3 separate regions of the Mus musculus genome follow, and all the other regions are linked to region 2. The links are chromatin contacts, called in public Hi-C and HiChIP or PLAC-seq maps. All regions are on one chromosome and are shown on one strand. The core of a region is the stretch at or near the end of the contact, and the rest is flanking DNA. Distances in the headings are between cores, read along the strand shown.

Region 1 (4,600 bases), core at 1,809-4,308, 770 kb after region 2:
CATACCTAAGTGCTTTGCTCCATGTTCAGCTCTGCCCAAGGCCTCTGGGTAGGTGCCAATGCTAGCCCATTTTACAGATGAAGAAATGAAGGCCTAGAGAGATTAAACAGCTGGATGGACCAGCTCACGGGCGGGCAACCAGACTTGCCTCCTTCGCTTTGTACCGTGTTCCTCAGTGGTGATCAGATTGCAAGCATCCACGGTCCTAAGAAGATTCAGGATTTTTTTCCCCTAAAGCAGTCCCTAATGGGTGTGGTGTACAAAACACAACTTCTGGGCTGTTTTCTATAGGAAATACCATTACTTCTATACAGAACTAACCAAGGCTTTGAGGGTAGAGGCCTTGACAAGTGAGCGATGGGCAGCATGGGGGAAGGACAGGTACAGAGTGGCTCTGGCCAATAGAGGCGACATGCTGGCATAGACTAAACATTGTCCTCCTAGTCTCTGTTTATCCCATTCCACCCTGGCCAGGGCCAAAGAAGCTCTGACAGCTGGCTTTCTACTTTCTGTGCCTTTACTGCCCCCCCCCCCCATGAAATTGGAGCTGCCAGGGGTAGATGTGAAATGCCAGCTCTGGGTCAAAGGCTAACCTGCAAACCCGACTTTGGAAAACTGGGTGAGAAAGGTTTGAGTCACTATGGGGATTAAAAAGAGCACTTGCCATCAACTCTGAATGTCCCCTCCATCTGAGCAACCAGATGTCCCCCTCCCCATACTCAGTCCAATCCCTAGTCTCCCACCTCCATGGCAGGCCACCACCCCATCGCAGGCTCTGGTGCTTTCCTCTGGTGCATTCTTTCCTGGTCGCCTTTCAGAGCAGAGCAATCACAACCCTTTGTAGCCAGAGGCTAGAAAAGCTCTGCTCCACTCCTAGCCTTTCATGCCCCACCCAGCTTGGCTATCAGACTTCGAGCCTAGGGATGGATAAATCTTTTTTTAAGGTTCCAGGGTGATCACAACACAGGGCTACTGGGCAGGTGGGTGGGACACTAACGGCACATTCTGTGACTGGCTTTTAGGTCAGAGGCTTAGAGGGGAGATTAGATACCCACTCCTGATTGACTCTGTCCAGAACACCATACATAAAATGTCCCTAAAGTTTGGCTGGATGTGCTGAGTGACCAGTTTCCCCTTCTCCACACACTGGCTCATTGGCCCTATTTGCATGTAAGAACCCAGTTTGGGCCTGTGTGGCAAGCACGGGCTACCATTCTGCTAAGTCCTTGGTCAGGATGACTCCCTGGGCCTGGGCTAGAACATCAGTCCAGGCTCACCTCTACTCTACCCAACACTGGATCTCCCTGGTACCTCTGATGCTCATGACAGTCTCACAGGATCCCTAGCTGGCTGCCCAAATTCTGCCCCCTCTCCCTCCAAGGTCTCCAAATAACTCTCAGTTTTGGAATGGAGGGGAGGGGAGAGGAGAGGAGGGAAGAGGAGGGATGGCTATTTAGTCCTGGATATTCGTCACTTCTGTTCCTCTCCCAAAGACAGAGGGGTGCAATGCCTCCTTTTAGGGGGAAGAGCTGAGAGTGGATGATTAGAAGACTCTCCTCCCCCCAACCATGAGATAAGGTCTCACTCTGTAGCTCTGTATAGCCTTGAACTTGTGTTCCTCCTGTCTTAGGCTCCTGGGATGACTGGGGTGGCATTTCACTGTCTTTTCTTTCAGAGATTTCTGTTGTTGGGTCACCGTCACTCAGCACCCTGGAGTTCCATTTCTGGATAACTCTAACATCTCTTCTTCTCTCCATACCACCACACCCACACAGAGACAGAGACAGAGACAGAGACAGAGAGAGAGAGAGAGAGAGAGAGAGAGAGAGAGACGGGACGGGAGGGGGGCAGCTAAACTGTGGACTTCACCAGCCCCTGTCAGGCATGGGCGGAGACACCGACCACCCTTTCCAACTGAGGGGAACCTCCCCTTTTCTCTCCTCCCTTCCCCCAACTCTGCCTAGGTCCTCTGGCTCCCAAGTAGTTCAGCCCTTCAGGTTACAGAGGAGAGCTGCTACCAGACTTGGGAGGGACCAAGGGCAGACAGCTCTGCAGGGAAAGCGATCCCGGAATGGTGCTCCAGGCTGGAGGTCTTGAAACCGCTTCCTTGCCAAAGAACAGCGGAGTAAGGGAAACTAACTTCACACCAACACAACAGGGAGAGCCCAAGGTCCTCTTGCCACCTGTGGATTTCCCCTTTAGTCACAGAGGCAGTGGCAAGAAAGGAGGCCTTGTTAACAAGAACTTTTGTCGGAGTGTCAGCTTGGAGTGCTGAGGAGGGAGCGGGCTTTGAAGCCGGTCAGTGCGTGAGAAGGGCCTTGGTTACTCAGAGCCAAGCAACAAAAAAGCTAGAGGGGTTCACGAAAGAGAATAAAGACCGGGATCTGGGTGCCAGAGAGTGGGCAGCGAGTTAGAGAGGTGACCTTGGGCATGTCACGTTCCCCTTTCGGCACTGCGTTTCTCTTCTGCGGGCTTGAGGGTTCCTGGGACGCCCGACAGCTTGCCCGCCCTCCGTGGTGGGTGGGACAGGACTCTTGATGGTACCTCACCTTCTTGAAATCCGCGATGAAGGAGATGAGAGTGCCGTCGGGTTTGCGCAGATCAAGGCTGATGCTGTCCGCGTCGCTGTCCGCCTGTAGACTCTCCTCGATCACCTGGCTGTCGGGCAGTCTCACTCGGACCCGCAGCTCGGCCGGAGCGCCGCTGCCCGCGCCCACGCCGTGCAGCGCCCCAAGCAGCAGCGGCGACAGCAGCAGCAGCAGCAGCGGCAGCGCGGGGCGCGCCGAGGGGACGTCGCGGCAGCCAGGGGGCCGCATCCCCGGGGCCCCCGGCGCGCCGCGTGGGGGAGGGGAGACGCGCCTACAAAGTTTGCTCGAAGTTGGGGGTCCGGTTCGGGGATTCCCGGCAGTCCCCTACTTCTAGAGGGGAGACTCAACCCGGAGGTTCCCCACGACGTGCAGCGAATTCACGTGGGCCGCGTACAGCCACGCACCCCGAGTCCCGGACGGCGCCCCCCGTGCGTGTCCCCTAGCCGCCCCGATTCCTGAGCTCCGGACTCCGTTCAGCACTTTTCATTCAATCCCACCCCCCGTCACTTCCTTCAGAAAACAGAAACCACCAGGACCTGCCTTAAAGAGACCGCGCACCTCTTGGCCCTTAAAGGGACCGCAGTGGCCCAGAGAGGGGCGGGGATTGGGGACCACGGGGCTCAGCCGCTTTGTGGTCTAGGCTGGCTTTCTCTGGATCCCTCCCTCCCGCCGCGCCCCGTCACCGGCCGGGCCTTGTCCAGAGTTTGCGCTCCGGGCAAATCCCTTCCTCCCATTAAGGGCGGGACGGGTGACTCCCCCGCCCCCTACACCCCTCTGGCTTGTTCTGGTGCCACGTGGATGAAATAATCGGGCTTGGGTTTTCAGAGGTTTTGCTTAGTCTTTTAGTTTCTCTGACACAGCGAATTTCTCAAAAGCGGCTGGGGGAAAAAATCAGGCCTCACCTAGCATTCTGGTCTTTTCCTAGGTCGGGGAGTGCAATTAGGGGTTGAGGGCCATCTGTGCATCCATCAGGTGTGAGCTGTTTTTGTAAGTGAGGCGGCCAATCTGGATGCGGCCATCAAGGAGCTTAACACTTTATGAGCCGTTATTCAGTTTTCTCTCCTGTGTTCAGTCAGCCTTTCTCCAGCCCAGCCCACCGCTCAGGGCCTCTGCTCTTTCCGATAACGGAAGCACCAATCAAGGGCCACAAAAAGACACTCCTGCTGTGCCAGAGACTCCAATAAGCTGAGTGAAGACTTGGGGAGCAGGATTCCCCTCTGGTTGGTGACACACAAGCATACTTTGAAAATTGTTTGAGCCTAACTGTCTGCTAGTGAACACAGAGGGTTGGGCGTCCCTGGAGATAAGGCCCCCTGGGCATGGCCAGGACCATTGTTTCTCCTGTCCATTGCCACTTCTGTTTGTTCCAGGTGCCCTGTGGTCTCTAGGGTCTTGATGACAGATGGTTGAAACTGTGCCTCCCCACTCCACCCCCTTCATCTTTCCTTCCTAGGGGATCTCTAGCACATGATCCACCCCCAACTAGCATGAGCCCGTCCTTTGGAACACATATAGGACTGAAGGGGACTTAAGATGTCCTCCATCAGCTAGAGAAAGTACCCAAGGAGCTGAAGGGATCTGCAACCCTATAGGTGGAACAACATTATCAACTAACCAGTACCCCCGGAGCTCTTGACTCTAGCTGCATATGTATCAAAAGATGGCCTAGTCGGCCATCACTGGAAAGAGAGGCCCATCGGACTTGCAAACTTCATATGTCCCAGTACAGGGGAATGCCAGGGCCAAAAAGTGGGGGTGGGTGGGTGGGTGGGAGGGTATGGGAGACTTTTGGGATAGCATTGAAAATGTAAATGAGGAAAATACCTAATAAAAAAATGAGAATTAAAAAAAGATGTCCTCCATCTCACTCGGGGCTTCCTAAATTTGCCCTACTTCAACTGTCACTTTGATATTCATTATGACACAGCTTCCAGGATCCTTAAGCCTATAGGTTCAGACTTTCTGGGAGAGGACAGGGAGGCAGCCCTGGCAACAAGGTCCAGTGTGGTGCT
Region 2 (4,485 bases), core at 1,166-3,665:
CTTCATGCTTGCATGGCAAGCCATTTACCTACTGAGCTACCCCCAGCCCTTCATCTATGTCGTAAACACGGGAAAAGTATCTTCATGTGAGAAATTTAGGTGTTATCTCGCTGAAGGTCGAGCTTACATTTATGATTAAGTTTCTTCCATATCCCAACACATGAATTTTACTTATATCCTTATGCAGACAGCAAATCCCCCATCTAAAAACTACTCAAGACCTTGAAGTGGGATCAAACAGCAGAAAGGTAAATCCGTGTTTCCTCTCTTTAAAAAAAAAAACTTTATTTTTATGTGTAGGTGTGTATGTAGGTGTCATCTGTGGGAGTATACGTCACAGGTGTACAGGTACCCAGAGGCCAGAAGAAGGTTATGGGTCCCCTCGGAGCTGGAGCCACAGGCAGAGTACATGCAGAGTCCCCTGACATTGAGTGCTGGGAGCTAAGCTCTGGTCCTCTGGAAGAGCAGGTGCTCATTAACTGCTGAGCCATCGCTTCAGCCCCACAGGTCGGCCAGTGTAAAAAATATGGGACCTGTGAAATCGAATGTCTGTTACGTATAACTAAGACTGCTGTATTTCCCAGGCATGGCAAAAGACAGAGAAAAATCAAGATGAACTTGTGCCCAAGTGCATCAAAACTTAGCCCAATGGTAGGTACTTCAGGAAATGGGTCAAGCACATTATACTATCACTGAAGTCCACTGAACATTATAGTCCACTGAAGCATGAAGCTGCCCCTACAAAGTGCATAGGATGCACTTGCCCTCCAGAAGCTAACAACATATTATACGCTGACTAACCAAAAAAAAAAAAAAATTGCCTAAAGATGCCATTTTCCCAACCACAAATTGTGACCTACGAATCGATTTGCTGGAATTCAGTCAGCATGTTTTCTTTCTAATGACAGAAAATAGAACATAACAGAAATAAGCAGACGGTACCTAACAAGGGTAGGCGCGGCTCTGTGAAGCCAGACATGGTGCCTCACATCTTTAAGCTCAGCACTGGAGAGGCTGGGACAGAAAGAATACAGAGAGTAGCAGGCCAGCCTGGGCTACCCAGTGAGGTCAAGGCCAAGAGAATCTGTATCATAAAGCCACTACTTTGTAAAAACCTTTCATTCGTGTGTGTGTGTGTGTGTGTGTGTGTATAGGTGCACAAACTAAATCATAATGCCCTTATCAGTGTGAGGTTTTTGCTTTTTTCCTTAAGTTAGAGCTATGGTTAAAGCCAAAGGACCCAGGCTGACTAAACATCCTTAATCCAGTTCTCTGCTCAAGACGAGCCTATGAGATCCTATCAAGAGCTACAGAGACAGAATACAAAAGGGGCAAGCCTAACCAAGCCTGCTTTGGGCCCCAGGGCCTCCCCCATCTTCCCCCCAAACAGTTTGCTCAAGCACTCTTCGCTCAAGATGGAACCACTGAAATCTATTCAAGAGTTTCTTGATACACAGGCAAAGGCTATACAAAAGCAGAGAGAAGGACAAGTCCCAGCCAAGCTTTTAGCTGGCCTTGAGGTCCTGCCAGTTTCCTTAACAGCCCTAAGGCGGAGCCTACAAACTCCTGTAGCTAAGCAACCTTGGAGTGGGGCTCCTCCTTCCTCCACTGACTGTCAACAGTTCAACTCCTCCAATCAACTTTTCCTCAACTACAACTTCTGCAATTGCTGCCTGTGTCCCTAAGGAGGACGAATCCTCTTCCCTTCTCCAAATCCCAGACTGTCTTCCTAGTAGTTCCAGAAGCCTGTACTCTATTCAGTTTATCACAGATCATTTCGCACCATTACCAAGAAGCTAGGATGGAGTCTCCTGGCAGCCCCCAATCTTAATACGGCTTGGTGCAAAAACATGCTCCCCAAATTCCTAGCAAACTACAAGCTTTAAGCAGTCCAGGAAGGGACAGGCTTAGTGATCCAGGAGTTACAGGGACAGCTGCTCTTTCCCACTAAGATACCAAATCTTACAGATGGGGATACACCCCGAGGACTTGACACGTCCAGTTGTTTTCATCATTTTCCTGATTCAGTGATTCAAAGCTAAGTTTCCCACCCAGGGAGCCGCTTCCATACCCCAGGCCTCAAGGAGGCTGGGAGCATCTGGCTTGCTGCCGCTGTCCAGCCTTCTGCCCTCCATCAGTGCGCCGTCCTCCCAGGATCCCAGGCTTGGCCTCCTACCCCCACAGGTGGAGCATGCCTCGGGCCTCCGGCCCCGGAGGAGGAGCAGCGGCCGGGCTACACTCACCCCTCGGCCCGGGAGGCGGCGGCTCCTCGGGCTGCGCCTCCGCCCGCCCGGCCACCGCGTCGCCGCTCGGCTTCCGGCCTGCTCCAGGCCGGCCCCGGACCGGCTCCACTTCACCTCGACCCCTTCTCCGGCCGCCAGAGCCCAGTGTCCTGCATTGACCCGGAAGCAGCTTTCCGGGGACCCCAACAACAACACGTGACCCCGCCGCACGTGTCACGTCCGCTGCGTGATTGGGAGGGGCCAGAGGAGACGAGCCTCTCAGAGCGAGCTGCGGTTGCCATGGCAACCGGGAATGGTGGCATTCACCTAGAGTGGATCAGAATTACACCCCATCTGCTTGCTTTTCTTACCAGTGCAGCAGGGGAGCAACCAACCACAGGTCCAAAGACCGATCACCTACAAGAGAAGCATCCTTGGAGAAAGGAGCCCTGGACGAACGTGTCCAAACACACCTGCAATCTTGGCCTGACTCAGTGTAACCCTACTTGTGATCACTACCTGTCTTTGACTTCACAGGCCTCATCTATAAAATGTCCTGTACGATCTCTATACTTCATATACATCTAGGCGTAGGGGACAGTTTGACCTTCGTTCTGTGCCCCCTCTAGTCCCGAGGCACCTGAAGCTCCCAAACACTAACAATTTACAATTTTCACCTATTGTGTGTGCTTTACAGCCATAGCCAATAAATACATGAGATTAAAAAGAAAGAAAGAAAGAAAGAAAGGAAAAAAGGAAGGAAGAAAGAAGAGAAAAGAAAAGAAAGGAAAGGAAAGGAAAAGAAAAGAAAAGAAAAGAAAAGAAAAGAAAAACACACAAAACATAACCCACAAACCTCCTAAAGGACATATTTTGTAGAATTGAAAATTGAAGTTTGGGGAGTCAAATGATCTGCTCATGACCACCTACTTAGCCAAAATGACATGGCTGAGACTTGAAACCAGGTCAGGCTGGCTCCAAAGAAAATATGCTTCACACCAGGCCACGCATAGCCCCGGCTCCGAAGCCTCACACTTGGCTGTTAGGTTGTTTGCTTTTGTGCCCACGGAATAGAGATGGTGCAGGCTGATCCCGAGGAGGAACCAGCCATGCACAGATATGTGAATGGAAAGTCTAGGAGTTGAGGAGAGTTCCATGCCCAGTGTCAATCTGTGTGTGTCCAGGAGGATGTGGGGGTTGCCACAAACATGCACATGTGTATACTGGCTCCCAGAAAGAGGAAAACAAAAATTCTTACCAACCTCAGGCCCTGGGGACTTCAATTGATTCTTCTGTCTTGTCCCATAGGCAGGACTTAGGCTGGAGAGAGACTTGAGAAGGACCTGGTTAAGAAACACGTTCTGAGGTCTATGGGTCAGGCAGTGGCTTAGAGTACTCTTACGCGATTGCCTCCTGCCCAGAAAAGCACTTTGCTGACACCTTAGGAGGGACTAGAGATATTGGCAGGACCACAGCTAAAAGGAGCCTCAGTGGGAAGGACATGCAGAGCAGAGGAACTGGAAGCAGAGGAGGAAGGACAGGGACAGGGGGCTTCCCTCTGGAGGGTTTGCTCACATACTAGGGGGAAATAAGAGCTGTAAGTCATTACTACTAACAAATACTGTTGCTATGGATAGAAACACACACATAGACATTGAATGCAAGAGTCTCTTTAGAAAACAAACTCAGAGATGAATGTTTCTATCCGTCTCTTGTTGATCTCCCTGTGGCAGCTAGAGTCCTCTTCCTAAAACTTGAATCAGACTGCATCACTCGATGGGGCTGACCCTGAGACTCCCAGGGGCTCCTCTTCACCTCAGGATGAACCTGCAGCCAACAACATGCTTCTTGGAGTTTCCTTCAATGGGCCGAATTTCCCAGCCTCATCTCTTACCTGTCTCCTGTTACTCTACAGCCATGCCATTCAGTCTGCTAGCTGCTAGCTATGTGCTGTTATTTAATTTTGTTTTCATTGAAATCAGGGAGTTGGGGAGTTGGAAGTGTATCTAGGTTGTTAGAGTGCTTGGTCAGCACACAGTGAGCACAGGATTAACCAGCACACCTGGGTTATGTGGTGCTGCACAGCTGCATACCAGCAACGGAGAGGCTGGAGCCGGAGGAGCCGGCGTTTGAGGCTTCCCAGAGTGAATTCGAAGCCAGCCTGGGTGGCATGACATACTGTCTCAAGAAAACAAAATATAAATAAAATGAAGGGCTAAGGATGTGGATCCTTTGTAAATCCTTTGCCATGCTGTCCAAGGCT
Region 3 (4,612 bases), core at 1,685-4,184, 610 kb after region 2:
TTCAACTTTTTGATAAGTGTCCAGTCTGGCCTTATGCTAATGTAACTCTTATTTGGTTTCGTCTGTTCATTCATTAGTCTAATTCAGTGGTTCTCAACCTGTGCGTCAAAACCCCTAAGCTCATCAAGCATATCAGATATTTATATTACATTTCATAACTAGCAAAATTATAGTTGTGAAGTAGCAAAAAAGGAATTTTAAAGTCGGGGTCAGCACACCATTAAGAGCTATATTAAAGGGCCGCAGCATTACGAAGGTTGAGAACCACTGGTCTAATGCAATATTTACATCTTTTAAGAACTGACAAAAGAGAAAAGAAGACAAACAAACTCAATAAAGCTGGAAAAATTAAGTTCTAAGACACCTGTAAGCAAAATGCTGTCCTCGGAGCTTTCAAATCCCCTCTGCCAATCACCTTCTAACCTCCGTGTGAGGTCTGTGTTGGAGAAGAGGCAGGGCTACTCTATGTCTCTACAGACTCAATGACTTGCCACAGCAGGAAGCCTCCAGCTACCGGGTTCTTACTGCTGTAGGACAAAGAGAGAAAGAAGTAACACTAGGAAACAGTGTATGAAGAGAATTCTAGTTGAAAACACTAGCAATGAAATGCTAGTCAATGTTTCTGGAACAGTGACACTAACTCACGCAGTACAACTACAACCTGCTCATTTCCTCAAACAGGAGGCAGTTCCTATTCTTTTCACACCTGCTGAAGTCGTGACAAAACAAAACCCGTCTTAGCCCATCTGCTGGTACCAGTAGCAGTTGGTCATTTAATGGGAAAAAAAGCAGTCAAACCAGGAAGTTATTAAATGTCACTTGTAAAGATCTTATACTCTGCTTCAACTTAGAATATAGAAATGTATATTCGTCTGCCACTTCTTAAATATGGAATAAAGGCCTTTTCTTTAGCAAGATAATCATACTGACTGTATCATCATATCTTTCTCATATAAGCTATACCAAATATATCACTGAGATTAACTACCAATTCAGTTTACTTATGCTTACAGTGGGACAAGAAACAGGATATGCGTAAAAACAGTCACTAAATCTTTCCACAAATAACTCATAGTTGTCTTTATCCCCATCCAACCTCTCAGCAGGTTTTCAGAGTCTGCCTCACATTTCCAAATCATAAAAACTTTTCCATAGATAATACTTGAATTTCATACTTACATTCCATCTGTTTTCACAATATTTAACTAAAACAATTCCAACATAAGTACAAGACTGCAATTATACCACTCAAGTAGGAGTCCTCAGATACACAAAACTGCCCACTGCACCAGCAATCCACTTACTATAGGTAAAGTCCTAAACTTCAGAACAGAATAAATCCTCTGAATTCATTAGCTATCCCAGCCACCACACCCCTCCTACTTCTTAAATAAACTGGCTACCTCTTCTGTTAAAGTTCTAAGACTTCATAAAATCCTGAGTGGCTACCCATTTGTCTGACGGTCCCTCCAAGTAGTTCCTTAAATACACGGCCACCACCTCCGGGCATCATAAGCATATGTCCTTTTCTCAGTACCTTCACAACATTTATTACAGCTTAGTAAAAGTCTTCTGAAGGAGCTCAGAGTAGGCCAGGAAGATGGCCCAGCCAGTAGAGTCATTTGCCACTAAGACTGATGACCTGAGTTTGAACCCTAGAACCCAACCCCTTGGGTTGTCCTCTGAACATTCCATGTGTGTACTTAAAAATAAAAGAGTTGGGTATGGAATGGTATGGTAGCTCACTCGTATAATCCCAGCACTTACAAGTCACAGAAAAATGGGAAGTTAGAAGTAGCCAGCCTGGTGTATATGTGAGATCTTGTCTCTAAAGGAGGGACAAAAATTAAAAAAATAAAAATAAATAAAAAACTTTCTAAAAGTATTCATTATTTAGCTTTAAAATTAGAGCTACATAAGGAGTTTGGCAGAACAAATGGAAAACTCTTCACACATGCGGTCGAGCTTCAGGAAGAATTTCAAATATTTCTGGGAGAAGTCTTTCCTTTGTGAGATCTTACGCATGACTAAGGCTAGTTTTGCAAATAACCTTATCTTGACAAATACATCTATTCATGTGAACAACTTAAATTATCTTGACAAGTATAAGTGTTCTGTGAATAAAGCAAACTAAAGATGACTTTAAAAATAGAACTATAAAATATATGAGTATAAAGATTACTTTCAATGACTTTTTTTTATCAAATTGCCTACCTTTTGTGAGTGTTTAACCACAGACCGAGGTAGACAATAAACACGCTGGGTGAACAAAGCTCACCTTGGAACCAACAGAACAGTATGAAAATGACAGTCTATCTTCTGAGGTTACCTCATCAAACTATACGGCCTCCATCCTGATCTCTTAATCTCACAAAGCAGATTCCTTCAGTGTCCCTAGAGACATCCCCAAAATGAAAAGGAACCGACCTCTCCTACTACCAGTCTCAGTCACTTGCCCAGTGTAAGTGAACAACCTCAGGACTAGGTTTGGCTAACACCGAACCTTCAGATACCTGAAGCCCATGCTTTCTCTGAGGGGAAAACACTATGACACTCTTCATGAGAACTACTCAGCTAAGTGACGCCTAGCTTTCTGATCATAACTGCATGAGATAATATTTGGTAGCTCTGTCCAAACTTTTTCTTTTTGCAAACCAGGCATGAGAGCATAGCCCTGTAATCCCAAATATCCCTGGGAGCCAGAGGCAAGAGGAGATCACAAGTCTTAGAAATGAAAAGGCTGGAAGGATGGCTCAGCAGTTAGGAGCTGGCACCTGAGATTGGTTCCCAGAACTGATGTTAAGTAACTCACAGCTATGCATAACTGCAGCTCCAGGAGATTTTCTCCAATGCCTCCACAGGCACTGCACTCAGGCACAAACCCCAACAGAGACATAAAAAGCAGCTGAGTGCAGTAGCTCATTCATGTAATTCCAACACTTGGAATGTTGAGGCAGGAGTGCCTCAAGGTCAGAGCCAGCTTGAACTACAAAGACCCTGTCTCTAACAGAGAGCTTGGGGGCTGGAGAGATGGCTCAGTGGTTAAGAGCACTGACTGTTCTTCCAGAGGGCCTGAGTTCAATTCCTAGCAACCACATGGTGGCTCACAACCACCTGTAATGGGATCTGATGCCCTCTTCTGATGTGTCTGAAGACAGCTACAGTGTACTCACATACATAAAGCAAATAAATAATTCTTTAAAAAAAAAAAAGTGCTGGGGTATTTGCCTAACAAGTGAAACCCTCATAACCCCTCATATCATCAAAAAATATACTTTTTGCACTGATACTATGCTCTATGATATAAACACACAATACAATAGCCATTGGCTACATGTGGCTACTGAACAATAAGATGTGGTGTGCCCCAGGAACTAAATTTTCCATTTTATGTAATTTTAATTAATTTAAGCAGCCAATTTTGTCTTGTGTATCTACTCTGCTAGAGAATGAAATTCTATGACTTTGGGAATCATGTATTGCATACCAATAGATAACTAGTATATTTTCTTCATTAACAGCATCATAACTGTCCCTTATTACAATTCGTTAGTCTCCTCCTTCTACTTAATTAGTCAGCCAAGCAAAAACCAGCCATGCCTTGCCTCCTCCTCATGCCTGGCACACACACTGGGCCTCCCATCCTCTGGTCCTACTGCGATCTCATGGGCCTCCCGTCCTCTGGTCCTATTGTAGTCTCAAGACTCCTGAGCTGTATTTTTGCCTCTTTTCAATCATATTGCTGAGTAGCTCTGGTTTAAGGAGTTGTTAGGACTTCATTTTTCATGCAGATTACTGAAAAAATCTCTTTATCAGACTCTGCTTCTGAAACTGCTTCTCACAACTAATCCCTCCTTCACATTGCCATGTGATCCTGTTACTTCTATGGCTAAAGGACATCACTGGCCTCCAGAACCCAGGGTTTAAACCCAACCTCCTTAAAATGACATCACCAAGTGCCACCTAACACTTCAGTTTCATCATCAATCTCTCTTTGAAGTTATTTCTGTGTGTGGGGTGTTTACCTGCGTGTATGTCTGTGCACCACTTGCATGCCTGGTGCTTGAGGAGGCCAAAAGAGAGCATCGGATCCCCTGGAACTGGAGTAAGAGCACTGGACGCCACCATGTGGGGCTGGGAATGGAATCCAGTGCCCCACCCACTGAGCCATCCTCACCATCAATGCCCCTGCTCTACTCAAACCAAACCGCATGCAGTCTGTTCAAAACCAAGACGCTTCACCGCATACTGTTTTAAAGACAGGGTCTCACTATATAGACTGGTCTGGTCTGTACCGCATCCTCTCACCTCTGCCTCCTTAATGCTGAGACTACAGGGAAGCCACGCCAGGGGGTTCTCACCTGTCTCTACTCACATCACTCCTCTCAACTGCTCTCATACCCTCACCTGTCCACCTGTCTGGGAACCACATCAACTCCTCATCTTATCTATGAAACCATTTCTAGTCTGGCCAGGAAACGCCAAGTACACTCTTTTGAGTCTAGCTCTCTGTCTCCTTCTATCACACCAGCGTCTCCTACAAGTCAGGAACAGTGCCTGATTCACCTTTGCCTGTCCATCTAATGCAGGCTGGGGATTCAGACTTCTGCCA

Evidence for each region. Hi-C and Micro-C count contacts between places; a contact is called where the count stands out from the background. HiChIP or PLAC-seq counts read pairs in DNA pulled down with a chosen protein or histone mark.
Region 1: a Hi-C map of erythroblasts shows a contact between it and region 2, with 2.8 times the contacts expected there. The contact joins the promoter of Oaf here to the promoter of Tbcel in region 2. A contact is called at or near these places in 1 of 484 Hi-C or Micro-C datasets (erythroblasts) and 3 of 115 datasets of contacts at active chromatin or transcription factors (embryonic stem cells, large pre-B cells and pancreatic cancer cells).
Region 3: a contact with region 2 is called in an H3K27ac HiChIP or PLAC-seq map of embryonic stem cells, with 3 times the contacts expected there. The contact joins the enhancer-like site here to the promoter of Tbcel in region 2. A contact is called at or near these places in 3 of 115 datasets of contacts at active chromatin or transcription factors (embryonic stem cells, large pre-B cells and pancreatic cancer cells).

Annotation. Positions count from the first base shown.
Region 1 is chr9:43,236,758-43,241,357 of GRCm38.p6, forward strand. It overlaps Oaf (out at first homolog), which reads right to left and starts at 3,059. Exons shown (of 4, transcript NM_178644.3): 1 at 2,550-3,059. The coding sequence starts at 2,816.
Region 2 is chr9:42,469,823-42,474,307 of GRCm38.p6, forward strand. Tbcel (tubulin folding cofactor E-like) reads right to left here and starts at 2,416. Exons shown (of 8, transcript NM_173038.5): 1 at 2,244-2,416. It overlaps Gm16322 (a long non-coding RNA gene), which reads left to right. Exons shown (of 8, transcript XR_001779127.2): 1 at 1-248.
Region 3 is chr9:43,083,152-43,087,763 of GRCm38.p6, forward strand. The region is part of intron 1 of Arhgef12 (Rho guanine nucleotide exchange factor (GEF) 12); the gene reads right to left. Among named protein-coding and RNA genes, the nearest start is that of Arhgef12, 20 kb to the right of the region's middle. Within about 2 kb of position 2,935, at least 24 of the 459 cell types and tissues checked have an H3K27ac peak or open chromatin away from gene starts, as enhancers often do. A contact at or near this core is called in embryonic stem cells, where this site is marked.